Linked DNA regions of Pan paniscus: region 1 is linked to region 2. A link is a contact called in public Hi-C data. All regions are on one chromosome and are shown on one strand. Each heading gives the region's core, a stretch centred on a gene start, on an enhancer-like site or on the middle of the called end of the contact. The rest is flanking DNA. Distances are from core to core; before and after follow the strand shown. Region 1 holds the start of ETV6 (ETS variant transcription factor 6). Region 2 holds the start of LOC100987431 (10 kDa heat shock protein, mitochondrial-like).

Region 1 (2,951 bases), core at 207-2,706, 720 kb after region 2:
TTTGTGAAGCTATTGCTGGCCCAGCCTCCCTCTGCCTTTTCACTCTGCAATACTTCACGGGTTCCATTGCACAGCCCAAGATGGCTCCTCCGATTCCCACCATCACTTTTCCATTCCAGCTAGCAGGAGCAAGGGGGAAAAATGAGATGGCATGTTCCTTTCTTTTAAGAGCACAACCTGGATGTGGCATATCTCTCTTCCAGTCACATGCCATTGTCCAGAACTTCATGACATAGCCACACCTAGCTACAAGAAAAACTAACAAAGTCAGGATCCTGTGTGGCCATGTGGGCAATTATAATCCTACTACTAGGAAGAAGGGAAATAGGTATTGGAGGAACAACTAGAGGATCCCCAAAATAGGAAGTAAGAGGCTAGATTCTGGAAAGGTCAAAAAATAAAAGATAAACATCCAGTACAGGTGGTAGACTCTGTGTAAGAGATCAGAGGGATAAGAAATAAGGCAGGGAACAGGAGGATGGGAGCAAATGTTTTGAAATAATATGAAGAACTTAGATTCTTCAGGATTTGGAGCCTGATTTTATACAGGTGATAAGAGAAAAGGAGAGAAAGTTGAATCTCAATTTTCTGACCTTGGTGACGGAATAGATCTTTGTGCTATCCCCAAATAAGAAATATAATGGGAAGCATACATGTTTCACAAAGGTCTACCTACCATTCCATTGGAGGTGCCCAGTAGGTGGCCAAATATATCGTTTTTGACACAAGACAGATGGATTTGGTAATTGTCAGCATAGTGGTGGTAGCTGAAGGTGTGGAAGATGATTACTTCACCAGGGAAGAACATGAAGCTTGAGACTAAAACAGGACTGAGGATGGAGCATTAAATTAATCTGTGAGCATACAACCAGAGTTAACCAAACCTGTTAACCAACCCCAGAGCTACAAGGAAAGCTATCAGATCGTACTGCCAGTGATAACAGCTAGGTGAGCCATCTTCCAGTATATCCCTGCCTTTTAACTCATCTTTTGTAAGCTAAAACATTGAAAAAGATACTCACCAGAAAGAAATACAAAACTTTCTTTAGATGCTGCCTAGAATGAGCACCTCAGCAGTGGAAATTATCACTGACAGGATACAATTCAAGGAGTCAAAAAGGAGGCTGCTTTGGGCCATTCCTTCCCCACTGAAGTGACAAACCATTATTAACAGGAAATTTCTTTGTGTTAAGCATCTTTCATTGGAGGCTCATTCCCACAGAGGACTAACCCATTAAACTTCAAATATCTTGGGTAGTTTTTTTTCCAAATCATTTTTCTATCTGAAAGGAGAGGAAGAGGGAGCTCTGAAGAAGGGCTGAAGGCTACAAATAAAGGCTATCCTGTAGAATTTACTGCTTTACGATCTCTGGTTTATTACAGCTGCTTCCATCTAGTAGTACTCTCTGTAGAACCTGAAAAACATAGATACAGTGATCATTACAACAAAGTAGAACAATTTTGCTTTATAAATGTTTAGTCAATAATAGATGGGATCCTCATGCCCTTCACCATCAAGAAGTTTGCTCAACAGGTCAGGCTTTTTCTGTGAAAATAAAATAAACTGTTTTTATTTTTTAATCCCAGTATCCATCCTTAGATCGTCTCATTTTTTTCTCCTTGTTTTTCTTTTTTCAGCATGTAAAGTTACAGCTTGACTTCAGTGAAGCACTATGGACAGACATGAATAATTTTTAATCATATGAAGAATAATTACTGGGACAGTCAAGGTACCTGCTAATTATTCTTCATACGGCTAAAAATTATTCAGAATATTACTGGGACAGTCAAGTTACCTGCTAAAGTTCTGGGAGAATACAGAACTTCTGTGCTCTCTTCCCCTTTATTCATCACTTTTGAGTTATAATTTATATACAGTAACATTTATGTTTTTTAAGCCAGTCAAATTCAGCAGTGGGAGGACAGTAACTTTATCTTTTTGAAGTGTACACCTTGATGAATTTTGACAATTGTATATAGTCATTTACGCACCATCACCATCAACATATAGGAAATGTTTCACACCCCAAAGGGTTCCCCTATCTTTAAAGTCAATCCCCACCTCTGACTCCCAACTCCTGGCTCCTGTTCTCTGATTTCTATGTTTACAGTTTTACTTTTTTCAGAATATTACACGAGTGAAGTCATATAGTATGTAGTCTTTCATGTCTGATTTCTTTCATTTAATGAAATGCTCTTGAGATTTATCCATGCTGGCATGGGGATCTACAGTCTGTTCCTTTTGTTGTTGAGTAATATGCCACCGTGTGGGTATGCCAAAATTTGTTTTTCCTTTCATCAGGTGATGGACATTTGGGTTGTTCCCAGTTTGTGGCTCTTATGGATGAATCAACTGTAAACATTTACATACAGGCCTTAGTGTAGACATATATTTTCATTCCTCTTGGGAGTGGAACTGATGGGTCATATGGGCACTTTATGTTTAACTTTTTAGGTAACTAACAAACCGTTTTCCAAAACGGTGCTACTATTTTGAATTCTTACCAGAAATCCATGAGAGATCCATTTCCTTCACCTTCTCACCATCACTTGGTATTGTCTGTCTTTTTAACTTTAGTCATTCTCATGAGTGTTTTATGGTATCTCACTGTGGATTTAAGTTTCATTTCCCTAGTGAATAATAATGTTGAGTATTTTTTCATGCACTTATACACCACCCTTATTTAGGTGTCTGTTCAAATCTTTTCACCATTTTTTTCTGAATTATTTGTCTTATTATTAAGTAGTAAGAGTGCTTTATATATTCTGGATACTAGCCCTTTTTTAGCAAGTGTCATAAATATTTTCTCCCAGTCTGTGGCTTATCTTCTCATTTTAAAAAATTTATTTTATTTGCTTACTTACTCTTTTAGAGATGTATGTTGCCCAGGCTAGAGTGCAGTGACTACTCAGAGGCATGCAATCATTGTACACTACAATCATCAAACTCC
Region 2 (2,739 bases), core at 171-2,670:
AAGGGAATGCATAACGTGTCATCCATCTTTATTTTTAAATTGAATTTCTATGAACTAAATTAAATCTTACATTAGATATTATACATTAACGTGGGTCTCTCTATTATAGATGCTTTCTCTGATGCTCCTTTGTGACTCCTTTTTTTCTACTGACAAATCAGAAAGTTCTCCTAGATCCTTTCCCAAAAGAGTTTTTGGGTCATCAGGCAATTACATTTGTGTTATCTTAACCTTTTTGTGTTTATCATTCTTGTCACAGTTAAGGAAGACAGCAGAATCCATATATCATTTGACAATTGTTAGTAACACAGAACACCATGAAATAGGTGGTAAATCATAGGAAGGAAATGTTCCGGTTAAAGCCACCTCAAACTCCAGGGGCCATTCCTGGGTAGCAGCAATGCTGTTATTGTTCTCTATAAGCTATATAAGTGAGGATCCCCAAATTTCTGCAGCAGAGTGGGAAGTATGAGTCTGATTTAAAGATATTTTCTTTCTTTCTTTTAGCTACCTCACTGGCTTTGGGCACAACCCAGGAAGAAGTTTGAAACCAAGAAAATGGTAAGTCTGATATGATGACAGTTATAAAGTTTTGAGACATGTTAGCAACTAAATTGTCTTTTTTGCTTCAGTCATGTTTTTCCTTTCCTTTTTCCTAGACCATAGAGAACAAGATGTAACAGAATTATATTACGATTTCAACCCTAATTCCAACATAACAACTGACTAGACAATCTACTCAGCACATGACTTGTTAAATCATGATTCCACTTCATATTTGTCTTTTTAGTGTATTGATTTCTCTTCTCAGTTACATACGATGTCGGTTCTTCTAATCAGTAGTACAGATTAACAACGACTACACCCTAACATTTCTAAGATTTCTCTTATCCTTTCTCAAGAGTCTTGCCTTATTATTTTAATCATGTGGTATTGAAATTTCAGGGAGATATTTAGCTTATTTTGAATAGCATTTCTAATAGTTAATTGAAATAATCAAAGGACAATTTCTTGTTGATACACTTGTCACTTTGGTCAATTAAAATACAATTTTAGAATGCTAATTAAATTGATTAAAGAAGTTTTTTTCTATAGAATTGTAAAGATAAGCCTTCTTCAACTTACTAATCTTAAATTAAGAATGTATTTACTGAATACCTATTATGTAGAGGGTGCAAAAGAAACATGTGATGTGACTTACTGCCTTTAGGTAACAGACCATCTGAGTAAGGGTCGAATATACTTAGTAAGGTAGTACATAAAAGAAGTACTAAATTCGACGTCTTTACTGATAGATTATGTAATACAAACAAGTGATACACATTCCATAGACCCGCAGGATTAAGATAATGACCAAGGGAGTCAGTCTCTCTTTGCAGTACTGTATGAGAGCAGAGTAAAAGTCGGCGATAGAGGGCTCATGGCAGGACAAGTGTTTAGAAAGTTACTTCCACTCTTTGACCAAGTATTGGTTGAAAGGTGTGCCGCCAAAACTGTAACCAAAGGAGCCATTATGCTTCTGGAAAAATCTCAAGGAAAAGTATTGGCAGCCACAGTAGTATCTGTTGGATCAGGCTCTAAAGGAAAGGGTGGAGAGATTCAACCAGTTCGTGTGAACGTTAGAGATAATGTTCTTCTTCCAGAATATGGAGGCACCAAAGTAGATGACAAGGATTAGTTCTCATTTAGAGATGGTGACATTCTTGGGAAGTATGTAGACTGAAATAAATCCTGTTGAAATAGCATCAACACGAAGCTTCCCATTCCACTGAAGTTCTGAAATCTTTCATCATGTAAATAATTTATATATCTCTCTTTTACACTAAGCTAATGATAAATAATGACACAAATAATAATGACTAAGTTATTTGAATCAAATAAAAAGAGATTAAAAGGAGCCAGATGAAATGAGCACGAATGGAATATACTTGGTTGAATTATTTTTTCATAGTTATGTTTGCATCTATTATATGTCATGCTATTGCAATGAACATTAAAAAAGTAGTGCTTGGAATAAGATTAATAGTAACTATTGTACATTTATCATTTGAACCTCTCCATGCTTATGGATTTTATTATTTTAAAAAGTACCATTTTTCACATACAAATAATATAAAACATAATTTAAAATTGAAATATTTACAAGTCAACCTCAGGTGTCATTACAAAGTTTTCAGCTAAATTTTAAAATCATGTTTTTAGTTTTAAGAACCTATTTTTTTCATTCTTATTAGTTTATCTAATATTCCTTTTTGTAGTTTACATTCTATATTTGGTCTTATATGTTTTCAATGTTATATATTACTTAAAAATAAACTTAAAGTAGGAAGCCACATTAAGAACAAAATAAAAGGACCATGAAAATGGTTGCAATTGATATCTAGAAATAGGATGATGTATAAAGTGGGTTGCATCAAAGCTATACCTACATTTACCACAGGGTGACACCCTAGCATCATTAATGAAAATAAAACTCTAATACATACAGAAGCATAATCCATAATCACAGTATGATGAAAACTAGCTCAAATTATTACAGGTTCTTTCTTTCAAGGAAATCATCATGAGAAAACAGGGTTTAAGCATTATGCTTAGTATTTTATAAGTTTAATTTTCCCTAACTCTAGTTACCTCTAGATTTTAGATAATTCTAAAAAATTATCTTAAATAATTCTAAATAATTATCCAGAATGATTCTATATAATTAGATAAAACTAGATAATTCTAACATCTAATTGT

Evidence for each region. Hi-C and Micro-C count contacts between places; a contact is called where the count stands out from the background.
Region 1: a contact with region 2 is called in a Hi-C map of induced pluripotent stem cells, with 6 times the contacts expected there. The contact joins the promoter of ETV6 here to the promoter of LOC100987431 in region 2. A contact is called at or near these places in 2 of 3 Hi-C or Micro-C datasets (fibroblasts and induced pluripotent stem cells).

What each region holds. Positions count from the first base shown.
Region 1 is chr10:16,962,624-16,965,574 of NHGRI_mPanPan1-v2.0_pri, forward strand. It overlaps ETV6 (ETS variant transcription factor 6), which reads left to right and starts at 1,457. Exons shown (of 8, transcript XM_063593357.1): 1 at 1,457-2,951. It also overlaps the pseudogene LOC129393496.
Region 2 is chr10:16,240,674-16,243,412 of NHGRI_mPanPan1-v2.0_pri, forward strand. LOC100987431 (10 kDa heat shock protein, mitochondrial-like) reads left to right here and starts at 1,421. Exons shown (of 1, transcript XM_034935378.1): 1 at 1,421-1,678. The coding sequence starts at 1,421. The coding sequence ends at 1,678.